Regions from separate parts of the Callithrix jacchus genome. Here region 2 is linked to region 1. A link is a contact called in public Hi-C data. All regions are on one chromosome and are shown on one strand. Each heading gives the region's core, a stretch centred on a gene start, on an enhancer-like site or on the middle of the called end of the contact. The rest is flanking DNA. Distances are from core to core; before and after follow the strand shown.

Region 1 (5,786 bases), core at 76-2,575:
CAAAACCAAGCTGGGGCTCGGGTGGCCCTGGGGCAGGGAGGGAGAAGGAGAACCAGCAGGAGCTGGTCTGAGGTCCCCTGGAGCCCATCCGTGATGCTCTGCTCTGGGGCTCTCCGACCCTCGAATTGCCTTTTCCCCCAGGAATGGGGGCTGTGGCCTGGAAATTCCAGGTATAAGGGCTGCCCAGGGCTTGGGATCTAGGGTGAGATTCTCTTATGGGTCTGGACAATTGAAAAGAAATTGCAGACAATCACGCAGGGAGAGCCTCAGCCCTTGCAACAGAGGTTTCCACCCACCTTTTCCCCCTGCCTTTCTCAGCTTCTTCTAGGGAAGGGACTGCAGCCATAAACCTCCCCTGTCTGACAGAGCTGCTCAGTGGGGCCAGTGGGCCCGTGGGTGCTGTTGGCATCCTACCCTGGGAGGTCGCCCACGTGTGGCAAGATGTTTTGAATCCCTGGCCCCACAGATCCCTAAATGCCTTGGGCAGGGGGGAGGCTTTGGTGCCCCCTTATCCCTTTGAGAACCGCCTAAGAGAACTACTCCCTCTAGAAACCTCCCGTGGACGCAGAGTTTCTCCCTGCTGAATTTGTATTAATGAGCAAACAACCCAAGGAGGGAGGGAGATAGGGTCCCCTCGCAGGTGCCCTGGGCCCCCAGGTGAATGCATGAGTCCTCCTGCTCTCCTTCCCTTCCCCTCAGTGAGATGCCTCTCTGAGCTGGAGAGTCTTGTGTGGGATGCAGACAAGGGAAGGCCAGGGACCTGGGGCACCAAGGCACTTTAGAGAAGCCCCCACAGGGTGAATGGGGGCTTTGGTTGAGTACACAGGGCTCTTGGCAGACAGGAAGTAGAAAGTGTGGCCAGACCTCTTTGTGATTCGGCCTAGGCTGCTGCTGGCCCTGCCCTTTCCCCAGAGCTCCAGATGGCTCTCAGGACAGTCGGTAGCAGCTTCCTGCTGGCTGCACCAGGAGACCAGAGAGCAGAGCTGGCTATAAGTCGGCCTCCTGGGCCAGCAGCGGGATAGGAATTCTCAAGCCAGCCTGGTCCACCCAGCAGCAGGCTGGGTGTGTGGCTGCCTGGGAGCAGTGGACACTGGGTTCCGAAATCCCCCCACTTGGGTCTTCAGATGACCTCTGTCTGTGTATCAGGTGACTTAAGAATCTAGGAAGAGCCCTCTTGACTGACAAGACCATGCTTAGGTGGCATATACATAGCATAGTTACTAAAGCCACTTGGGCATTCTGCTAGCAGTGACTTTAGAAAACTCCAGAAGTGGAGGTGTAGAAAAGGTTGGAAGAGCCATTTCCACAGTGGGCTGCTGTGCAGTCAAGACCTATGATCCCAGCTCACCAACCACTGAAGTGTGTGGGGAGCCCCCTGTGGGGAGCCCCCTGTGGGCAGCAGGTGAGGAACTTGATTCCTCCTGCTGTGTGTCTGGCTCTATAGCTGTTGCAGCCCCGGAGCTAAGAATAGTAGGGACCCCTTTAAAGGGAAGTTGGGCTTGGCTGTGAAAGCACAACAGCTTTTACAGAGCACTGAAGTTTCCATTCCTTCTGCTTTCCTCTAAAGATCTTAGTGTCTCTTCATTTACTTTCTTTTAAATTAATGGCCCTGGAGCAACCTGGACGGTGTTCCCGTGGGCTGCTGTGACGTGCCCTCGTTTATTCTGGCATCCAGCCCAGTCTCAGTACTGTTGTCCTAACCTTACACCAGATGCAGGCAGAACCTAAGCTGCTCACTGGTGAGCATCGCAGCCGCCTGTGCTCTTGGAAGGTGCAGGGCCAGGTCTGCACTTTCAGTTTGCAGATGAGGTCTCCTGATTTTGGCATTTCCAAGACTGGCTGCTGTACCGTGATAAGCTTTCCTTCTGCCCCCATGAAACCTGGTGTCTAAATGAAGTCAACAAAACTTGGAACTCTTTAATCAAGAGGATCTTTAAAAATTACTTTTCATTCCAGTCAAGACCCAACTGGATACGGGTCTTGGGAGTGGCAAGGAAGCCTCCCTAGTGCTGCCTGGGGAATGTAAAACCACCAGAGAGACAGGTTGGGACAGTGTGGTCAGGCCTTGGAGGGAAAGGACCAGTATCCACACAAGATGTCAAATTCCTGTGGCTCCTCAGTTTCATCTGTCCTGCCTGCCATCATATTAAGGCTTTAATTGGGTTAGAGAACAGGGCAGAGACTGTCCCCTCGTTTTGCAGATGGGAAGTAGAGACAGAAAGTGACATGTCCAGGGTCACCCTGCGGTGACCAGCAGCGTGGACTCTGCATCCAGGTCTCCTGGACCTTAGTACAGTACCTTTTGAGCCATGCCACTCTTGTCCCTTTGGTGACCCATGAATGCCAAGAGAAAATAATTATATCCTGATAAGAGCACATTGCAATTATATTATTTTAATATGTGCCCACAGCAAAGGACAGTTTACAAAGGTATGAATCAGAATGACATTTAGGAATGTTTGTTATAAACAGTAACAGAGTTCCACTTTGAAATGATTCTGGTTTTGCAGGAATCATTCTAAGAAAGTTGGTTAAAATGGTGTCCATGCCTGTGAGGCCAGTTCTATAGAAAACAAACACACCCCGAGGTCTTTACTGGCTTCAGTGGAGGCAGAGCAGTATGTTTAAAACAAGAGGGAGACCTTGAGATCGCAGGAATGGAAACAGAACAGAGTTCTAGTTGGAAGCGGCCTCTCCACTGCCTGCCCCTTCCCAGAGATGCGCTCCTTTCTGGCTTTCCGGGGAGGGAGCAGCCTTGCTCAGTCGGGGGAGCAGCATGAATGGGACCTGATCAATACCCAGGAAGACTGTGCACAGAGGGCCATTGGTCTCCAGCCTGCGGGCTCCGTGAGCACAGTTCATGGTGATGGTGGGCAGGCGCCTGCCTGCTGTGGACTGCATTTGATACAAAACATCAAGTAAAGGGTGGAGCATAATACAGTGAATGTGCCTCCCAAAACTATCATGATCTGCCTGTTTTTTTTTTTTTTTTTGAGATGGAGTTTCGCTCTTGTTGCCCAGGCTGGAGTGTGCAGTGGCGCGATCTCTGCTCACCACAACTTCCGCCTCCCAGGTTCAAGCAATTCTCCTGCCTCAGCCTCCCAAGTAGCTGGGACTACAGGCGTGCACCATCATGCCCAGCTAATTTTGTATTTTTAGTAGAGACGGAGTTTCTCCATGTTGGTCAGGCTGGTCTCGAACTCCCGACCTCAGGTAATCTGCCTGCCTCAGCCTCCCAAAGTACAGGTGTAAGCCACTGCGCCAGCTATGATCTGCCTATTTTAACAGGGCTCTTTTTCTTTAGAAACATCTCCTCCTCTGTAGAAACCAGGAACAATTTTGGATGAGAGCCAACCACAGGATGTGCTGGGGACCTTATGATGAGATCTCACATATGGCCAGGTGCACCTTTGGGAGGAAGGCAGCAGTGATGTGACTTAGCACAGGGACTGGAAAGAGGGAACCAGGGCTGGGCGCGGTGGCTCACACTTGTAATCCCAGCACTTTGGGAGGTCGAGGCAGGCAGATCATGAGGTCAGGAGTTCCAGACCAGCCTGGCCAACATGGTGAAACCTCGTCTCTACTAAAAAAAATTCAAAAATTAGCTGGGGGTGGTAGTAAGTGCCTATAATCCCAGCTACTCAGGAGGCTGAGGCAGGAGAATGACTTGAACCTGGGAGGCGGAGGTTGCAGTGAGCTGAGATCGTGCCACTGTACTCCAGCTTTGGCAACAGAGCTAGACTCCACCTCAAAAAAAAAGGGAGCCAGCTGCTGGTCTTTGCTCATATCCAGAAGTGGATTGTTTGTTCCATTAGTCTTTCTGGAAGTTAAATTCTTTTGTTGCCTTGTCACTAGATTTTGAAGCACTTGCAAACTAGAAGCTTGCAGGATCAATGTCCATATATGTTTTTAAATGATATGCATGGTTTAAAAGGACCCTAATTTCTGAGTACATGGCTTCCCCAAAGATATTGTACATATTTTGGAGATGGTGGGGGTTTTGGCATGGAGAGGGATTCCTGTCTAGTCTAGAAATGTGTGTTACTTACATGTCTCTTTCATGCAACTGTCTCAAGAATATGGGTTTTCTAGTTTGCCTTTAAATGCTACTCAGGCAGGAAGGTGGCTTTGGTAAGATTTTTGAGATGGACGAAATGTTCTAGTGAGCTTAGGACTGGGTGCATGCGTGTGTGTGTGTGTGTGTGTGTGTGTGAACAGCAAAAGGGGAGGTGGGAGAAACAATAAGGAAGAGTTTTTATTAAAAGTATGTACACCTAAAAGGAGATTTTATTTTACTGTTTCTGGTGGTGGTGGTCTAATTTCTGGAATCCATTTACCAGAAGAGTTTGTGGGTCTTCTGTTGGAAGTGGAATTGTACAGTGCCCTACTCTCTGCAGAGCCTTGTGGCAAAGTGGTCTCCCAGGCCCCGGAGACCCCCAAGGGCACCTGGCAGGAGCTGACAAACTATGGCGGAGTCCCAAGTGGTGTGTGTTTTGGCAAGTGATGGGCAGGACTGATGATCCACAGCTGTGGGGCTGTGTTACTGTTTTACCTTCTTGTACTGCTTTTCATAGAAAGTCCTGACTTTACATCAATTGTGAGAGCAGTGTCTTCTGATGTGACAGGAAAGAAGACATTCCTTGCATCAAATGTAAGAGTTTAATATAAGAGTGGAGTAGATAAGTGAACCCTCCCACAAGTACTGTGTGTTTCCCTTTTTAAATGCTTTTTTGGTACATAAATACTTTTTTTTTACAAAGAAATTCCAGATAAGTGAGAAAAATCACCTGTTATTGCACCATCTAATTATAACCACTGTTAGCATTTCTGTTTTTATCTTTTCACACTTTTTTCTATGCATCTGTATGTGTTTTATTACTTTTTCATGGAATATAATCATATTATACATAATGTTTTATGACTTTTATCCCTTTTAATGTTATATTGTGAATAGATTTCTATATCAGTAAACATGTAATGACATTATTTTTAACCTCTATGTAGGTTGTACCTTGAATTCTGAGGTTGTTTCCAATTTTTTGCTGTTGTAATCAAGAACATAATGAAGTTCTGACATCTTTGTGAATTTTGCAGAATAATGACTTAGGATAATTTTCTGGAGTTATTACTGGCTCAAAAGTACGCACCTCTCTATCAGCAACTCCTTTCCTTCTGGGGCATACAGGACTTCACCCTCCAGCCCCCTCGTTCTCATTCAGAGTCCTATGACTAATTCTGGCCAATTAAATGTGAGCAGAGGTGACATATGAAGCTCCAGGCAGAGACTGAAATGCCCATGGGTAGTTCCGCAGTGTCTGTCTTCCCTTGCCCCAGCAAATGCTGATGTCCCAGGGACAGAGCCTCTGTCAGGCCTGGATCCCTGAGTGACTACATGGAGCAGCTCCCTTCTCCCTTCATGTCACCCTCACCTACCACCCCGCATGGACACGTAGCATGAATAAAAACTAAACCTTAGGCGTTAGCCACTGGGATTTCAGAGTTAGCTGGTTAACTGCAGCACAACATATCCTGTCCTAACGATAAAAAAGTATGCACATTTTTAGGACTCTAATATGTGTTGCCTCAAATTGCCTTCCAGAAACAGTCCCAAATTATATTCCCACCCACAGTGCATGAGTGTGTACTGCTTCCTCTTTAACACGGAGTTACCCTGGGGTCAGAGAGCTAAAAATAATATATTTTTTTTGTTCAAATGTAACCCTCTAAGATGTTCAGTAGTATCATTGATTTCTAAGAGGCTTACTTCATAAACATTATAAAATGAA
Region 2 (5,720 bases), core at 564-3,063, 110 kb before region 1:
TTGTAGGCACTGCAGCTACAATGATGATCAAAAAGATATAGCTTCATAAGAGTTTGCAGATGCATCTGAGTAATTTCAAACTATATAGTACAAAGAAGTACAATGAAGAAAAAGTATGAGTGTGCTCACAGTCTCATCTAGAGTATTAGGTAAAGCTTCCAAAGGAAGTGACAGTTTTAACTGAGATCTGAAGAATGAGTAGGAATTAACAAGGCAAGATAGTTGGGGTGACTGAGACAGGAGAGGAGAAAAATCTTCTCAGACAAAATAGCATGTGCAAAGGCCCTAGAGCAGGAAGGATGGCCGGCTGGCTGGAGTGTAGAAGGCAAGGCAGAGAGTGGGACGAGGGAAGGCTAGAAAGGGCAGTGGAGGCCAGAGGATCAGGGTCTTGTAGGACCGTGTTCATTATCTTGGGCTTCATCCCAAGAATGGTGGGAAGAAAGCCATTTAAGGATTTTACAGAGCGACGTAATTAGATTTGTACTTGAGAAATTACTGACTACACTGCGAAGCACAGATGAGAAGGGGGCTGGTGCCCCTGTGAGGAGAGTTGGAGGTTAGGTGACAGCTGTGGTCCCAAGAGAGGTGAGGGCAGGGTTAGGGTGGTGGCTGTGCTCCATCTGCTTGTCCCTTGACTCTTTGTTGTTGTTGAGACAGAGTCTGACTCTGTTGGCAGGCTGGAGTGCAGTGGCACGATCTCAGCATGCTGCAACCTTTGCCTCCTGGGTTCAAGAGATTCTCCTGCCTCAGCCTCCTGAGTAGCCGGGAATACAGGTACATGCCACCATGCCCAGCTAATTTTTGTATTTTTAGTAGAGATGGGGTTTCACCATGTTGGCTAGCCTGGTCAAACTCCTGACCTCAAATGATCCACCCATCTCCGCCTTCCAAAGTGCTGGGATTACAGGAGTGAGCCACTGTGCCCAGCCTGTCTCTTGACTTTTTTTACTGTCCTGAGATGCCAGGCTTATGTGGCAGTGTGTTCTCAACAGAAGATGATCCCGTGGAAGGCCCGGGGGTGGGGATGAAGGTTAGGTTAGTCCCAGTGCTAGCCTTTGGTAGAGACTCAGGACCTGATAGGTAGAAAGGGGACTAAGAGAGGCTGGTCTTCTTCAAGTTCTACTTTTGTCATCCGAATTCCCCTTGATTTAAGGATAAAAACAAGCTTGATGAAGCCTCCTTAAAACTGGTAGCCCTTCAGGTGGGAGCCTTCATCCCATTTTTATCCAGTAAAGAGCCCAGAGCACCTGCTGCAGGCTGTAGGATCCTTCCTGCCACTCTGGCTTCTAGAATTTCATGGTGGCGGGCACCTTAAGGCCACCCGGGTGGGCAACGGGCAGGAAGATGAAAGTGGGCTTTAAGGAGGAGCACAGCTATGCGCATCTCAGATTCTGGAGACCTGAACGAACTCTAATCTGAATGTGTGACCTTGGGCAAATCACTTACCCTCCCCAGGTCTCTGTTCCCCCATTTGCAAAGTAAAGGTAGCTCCAGAGTCCCCACCAGGTGCCAATGGCACTTTGAGCCCAGCAGGCAGGTGGCACTACGCGAGGCCCACGGGTCGGCGTGGGGCGGGGGCGCGCCGACGCGGGGCCACCACGGATGTCCGGGTGGCCCGGGAGAAAAGCGGCGACAACGCGGCGGTGCGGGGGACGGCGCTCGCACTGCCGCGCCCCCAGTCTCCTGGCTCGCCGCCGCGGCCCGGGGGCCACGAGGTTACGTAAGGAGCGGGGCGGAGAGAGCGGGCGGGGGGAGAGGGCGGGGCGGGCGCCGCCCCAGCGCGGACGCCCAGCCAGCGGCAGCCCAGCCCCCGCCCGCCCGCGCCTGGCGGCGGCGGCGGCAGCAACGGCGGCGGCGGCGGCAGCAACAGCGGCAGCAGTGGCAGCCGCGCAGCCCCGCGGAATGGAGCGGCGCCGGGGCTGAGCCGGGCGCGCACGGGCCGCCGCATGTGCCGCGCGGGGAGCGGCTGCCGAGCGGGCAGAGAGCAAGCGCCAGAGGCCCCGTCGGAGCGGCCGCCGGAGCAGCGCCGGAGATGGGGTAAGTGAGCCCGCGCCGCGCGCGCTCCGCGCGCCCCTCCGGAGAGACTGCGGGGCCGCGGCACGCGTCCCCGGGCTTGGAGCCCCGGGACGGACTGGCCCCGGTCTCCCCAAGCTGGAGTGAGCGCGCTGCCAGCCCCCGGGAGTCTGGGGCCACCCGATCCGCGCCCTCCGCAGGGGCGCGCAGACACCCGGCAGGGGCACCCTGGCCTGGGCGAGTAGCCCGTGGCCCTTCGCCTCCCAGCCAGCCCGGGCGCGGGGGCACCTGGCGGGGACCGGTGCCCTGGCCGGCCTCCAGCCTCGGCCATTCCGCGTTCTCTTCGCCCCGGGGCGCAGTCAACTCCAGGGCCTGTGTTTGTGAGTCTCAGAAGCAGTTTGTCGTTCTCCACGTTTGGATTTATTACAAGCAAAATGGAAATCGAAGTTTTCCTGGAAAGGGAACAAACACCTCAAATAATAATAAACCTCCAGCGTAGGAATAGTGGACTTTGGATCTGCTTTGAGATGGCCGAAGATGATGGAAGTCTATAGGGAACCTAGGTGAGGCTTCAGTCTTTGAAACAACTGAGTAGATGCTCAGGAGGGAAGGTGAAATACACTGTCGAAGTCACTAATGCTTCTGAGTATATAAAGTAATTTAAAAGCAGGATTGCTTTCCCCTCCGCGTCTCTCTGAGCAGTAGGCTCTGATATGGGAGCCACTGTGCTGATAGCACAGTAACTCCTTACATGTGCTCACCCTATTTGGGCACACGTTGATGGTTTGTCATACGTATTCAGGGGACACTTATTATGCCCACTTTACAGATGAGGAAACTGAAGCCCAAAGTAGTTCGGTGACTTCCCTCAGGCTGTGCAGCCGATGAGCATTTGTATATCAGGGGGACACTTAGCCTGCCACTGCCTGGCATGTGGGCATGGAGGTAGGCAAGTGAACCAGAGTTCCCAAATCTCTCTGTTCCTTGCTGCTGAACCCAGCATTCTTCCAACAGCCCCTCCCAGGACTCAATGCTTCTCAGAGGGTCTAGAGCTCTTGCTTTCCTGTTTGGGATGGGTGGGGCCTGGGAAGGCAAGGGTGCAGTGGAAGGAGCAGGATTGTCCTGGTGGACTGGCTTAGCCCTCCTTGGTCAGTGGCTTTCTTGCACTCCAGGTAAGTTTCTGGAGTCATTTTGCCCAGTGAGCCTTAGCCATGGGAGCTGCAGAGTGTGTGAGGGGCTCAGAGACAGGCCAAGAGGAATTTTGAGGAAAGGAAGTGTGAGGGCTGTGGGCCAGCATGAACTGGATATGACAGAGGTGAGGACAGAGAAGGGGGTAAGGCGGGCAGGGAGGGCTGAAGAAGTTTGCTTACATCAAGGAGATTTTACATGGACAGCAACTGTGGGTGATTCTACCCCGCAGCACCCAAGCTGGCAGGCTGTTTTTCTGTAACATTTCCAGTGAGTCCTCAGTGGACTGTGAAAAGGCTGATCTTTGAGCAGTAGGAGTCTTTGAGGTTCTCAGATTTCATACTTTAAAAAAATGTATAGGGAAAAAGGAGTTGGCAAATGTAAGGTCTCAGGATGGAAGATAAAAGGGATCTGGTAATTTTAACTCTCTCTCTGGCCCTCCCTCCCCACAGCCAACATAAAACCAACCCACCATACTTGTGTGATCAAAAACAAATATTGAAATTCTGTGGTTGAGATCAAATAGTTCTGTGGAAATGAAAATGTTTACTCATAAAACCTTAAAGGAAATGTCAAAAAATAATTTTTGTTTGTGGAGAAGCAGGGAGGAGATATTTGGGGATTTTGTTTAAACACTGAACATGTCTTTTATGTAATTTTAACATCATCCAATAAATGTATATATTACTCACTTCTCGTAGGTAAAGGCTGGTTTGTAACTGCTACCTACATCTGCCATTTTTAATAGTTCCATGTCTTCTATAATTTATGTGAAAATACAAACCATGGTCGTAAATGGACATGCAGCTAAGCACTGGGGAAGCAGTTCAGACAGAGGAGGCTGGAGGGAGCCGTTTAACTGAAAATAGAACCAATGTCATCCTTTCTGAGAGTTGTGTAGGATGGAGGGGGAAGAACTTCTTGAAAGGGCAGCTAGTAGAAAACCTTGCTGCGATCCTACAGCTTTGTCATGGCTCTGCTTTGTAGACAGGACTAGGATTTAAGAACAAAAAAAAAACCATCTGAGTTTTCCTCCTCCCCACTTGAGACGCTCCTCCTTCACTGCCATTTCCTACTTCTCTTCTGTAAAGTGTTCTGCGTTAAGTGTGGTCTCCAGTGAGTTTGTGTTCTTACTTCCTAAGGCAACTATTTCATACCTGTTCCCCTTTCCAGACCTCTCCCCTTCCTATGCACACCTGGCTTCCCTTTCGATTGACAAAATAGGGACCTCTGACCAAGGGAACATTTTCATTTCACCACTGCCTAGTCTAATATGCAGCTGATGCTACCTTTTCCTACCTGCCTGCTGTGCTGGATGGCCAGTCCCTCATCTCTTCCTACAAGAGCCCCTCCTTCTGCGGTAGCCTCCACTCCATCCCTTCCTCTTCCTATCTTTTCAGCAATTGTCTCTCCTTCATAACCACCGTTCTCTCCAGGGTCTTCTCCATCCGTATAGGCGCATACATCTGTCCAACGGAGCCTTCTGCAGTGCTGGAAATGTCCTGTATCTGCATGGCAGCCACCAGCACATGTGGTTATTGGACACTTGAAATGTAGCTGTTGAGACTGAGGACCTGAATTTTTAACTTAATTAAGATTAAGTCACATGTAGCCAGTGGCCGCCATATTGGATAGCATAGCTTTAGTTTCTCCTGTCTTAAAAAGGAGCTCTCCCTCCCTCCTACATCCCTCTCCTGGTTCTGTTTTACTTCTTTGTTCTTCTTCACTTGAAAACACCTCAAAATATACATCCAAACCCACTGGTTCCATTCACTTTCTCCTGCCATTTGTTCACTCTTCATACTCTACAGTCTGGCTTCTGCCTCACCTCTGCATGAAAACTGCCAGGGTCATGGGTGGCCAGGGCATTGCCAAATCTCTGCTTCATCTCACTTTACCTCTCTCTCAGCAGCATTCCTCACAAATGACCAACACCCCTCTCAGCTCCTCTGGTTTCACTGTTTCCTGCTTTTCTTCTTACTCCTAATCATGGTGTTGTCCAGGAACTGGTCCTGGTTCCTTTCTCTGTCCACACTGTCTTCCTAGGTAATACTGTCCCACCCCCAGCTCTTTCCCACCCTCCCATGGCTTCAAATCCACCTATATGCCTACAATGCCCACGTTTTAATTTCTAACTCAGATCTTTCTTGGGGCTTCTGACTCTCGTCCATATGTGGAGCTCTTGATAAGCCTTCCAGTTCTCACCTTCCCTCCGTCTTCCCCATCCCAGTCAGTGGCCCTACCATGCACTCATTTGCCAAGAGTCATCCTTGAGTCCTCTTCTCTACCTCTCACATGCAGGCTGTCAGTCCTGTGCATTCTACTTCTGGGATCTATCTGGAGTGCATTTACCTTGCCCCATAGCCATAGTTCCCACTCTAGTCCTGGCCCCACCATCACTCCTTCCTAACAGGCCCCGCAGTACTCTGGGTTGTCTGCAATCCATTTTTCACACAGGAGCCCAAGTGACCAGCTTTTAAAATCACAAGTCAGATCGTGTCATTCCCCTTTTTACATGC

What was found. A called contact is a pair of places that touch in the nucleus more often than the background predicts.
Region 2: a Hi-C map of skeletal muscle shows a contact between it and region 1, with 2.1 times the contacts expected there. The contact joins the promoter of HOMER2 here to the enhancer-like site in region 1. A contact is called at or near these places in 2 of 3 Hi-C or Micro-C datasets (both in skeletal muscle).

The regions. Positions count from the first base shown.
Region 1 is chr6:24,114,815-24,120,600 of calJac240_pri, reverse strand. No RefSeq gene overlaps it. Among named protein-coding and RNA genes, the nearest start is that of FSD2, 36 kb to the right of the region's middle. Within about 2 kb of position 1,325, at least 6 of the 16 cell types and tissues checked have an H3K27ac peak or open chromatin away from gene starts, as enhancers often do. A contact at or near this core is called in skeletal muscle, where this site is marked.
Region 2 is chr6:24,220,523-24,226,242 of calJac240_pri, reverse strand. HOMER2 (homer scaffold protein 2) reads left to right here and starts at 1,813. Exons shown (of 9, transcript XM_008998485.6): 1 at 1,813-2,037. The coding sequence starts at 2,033.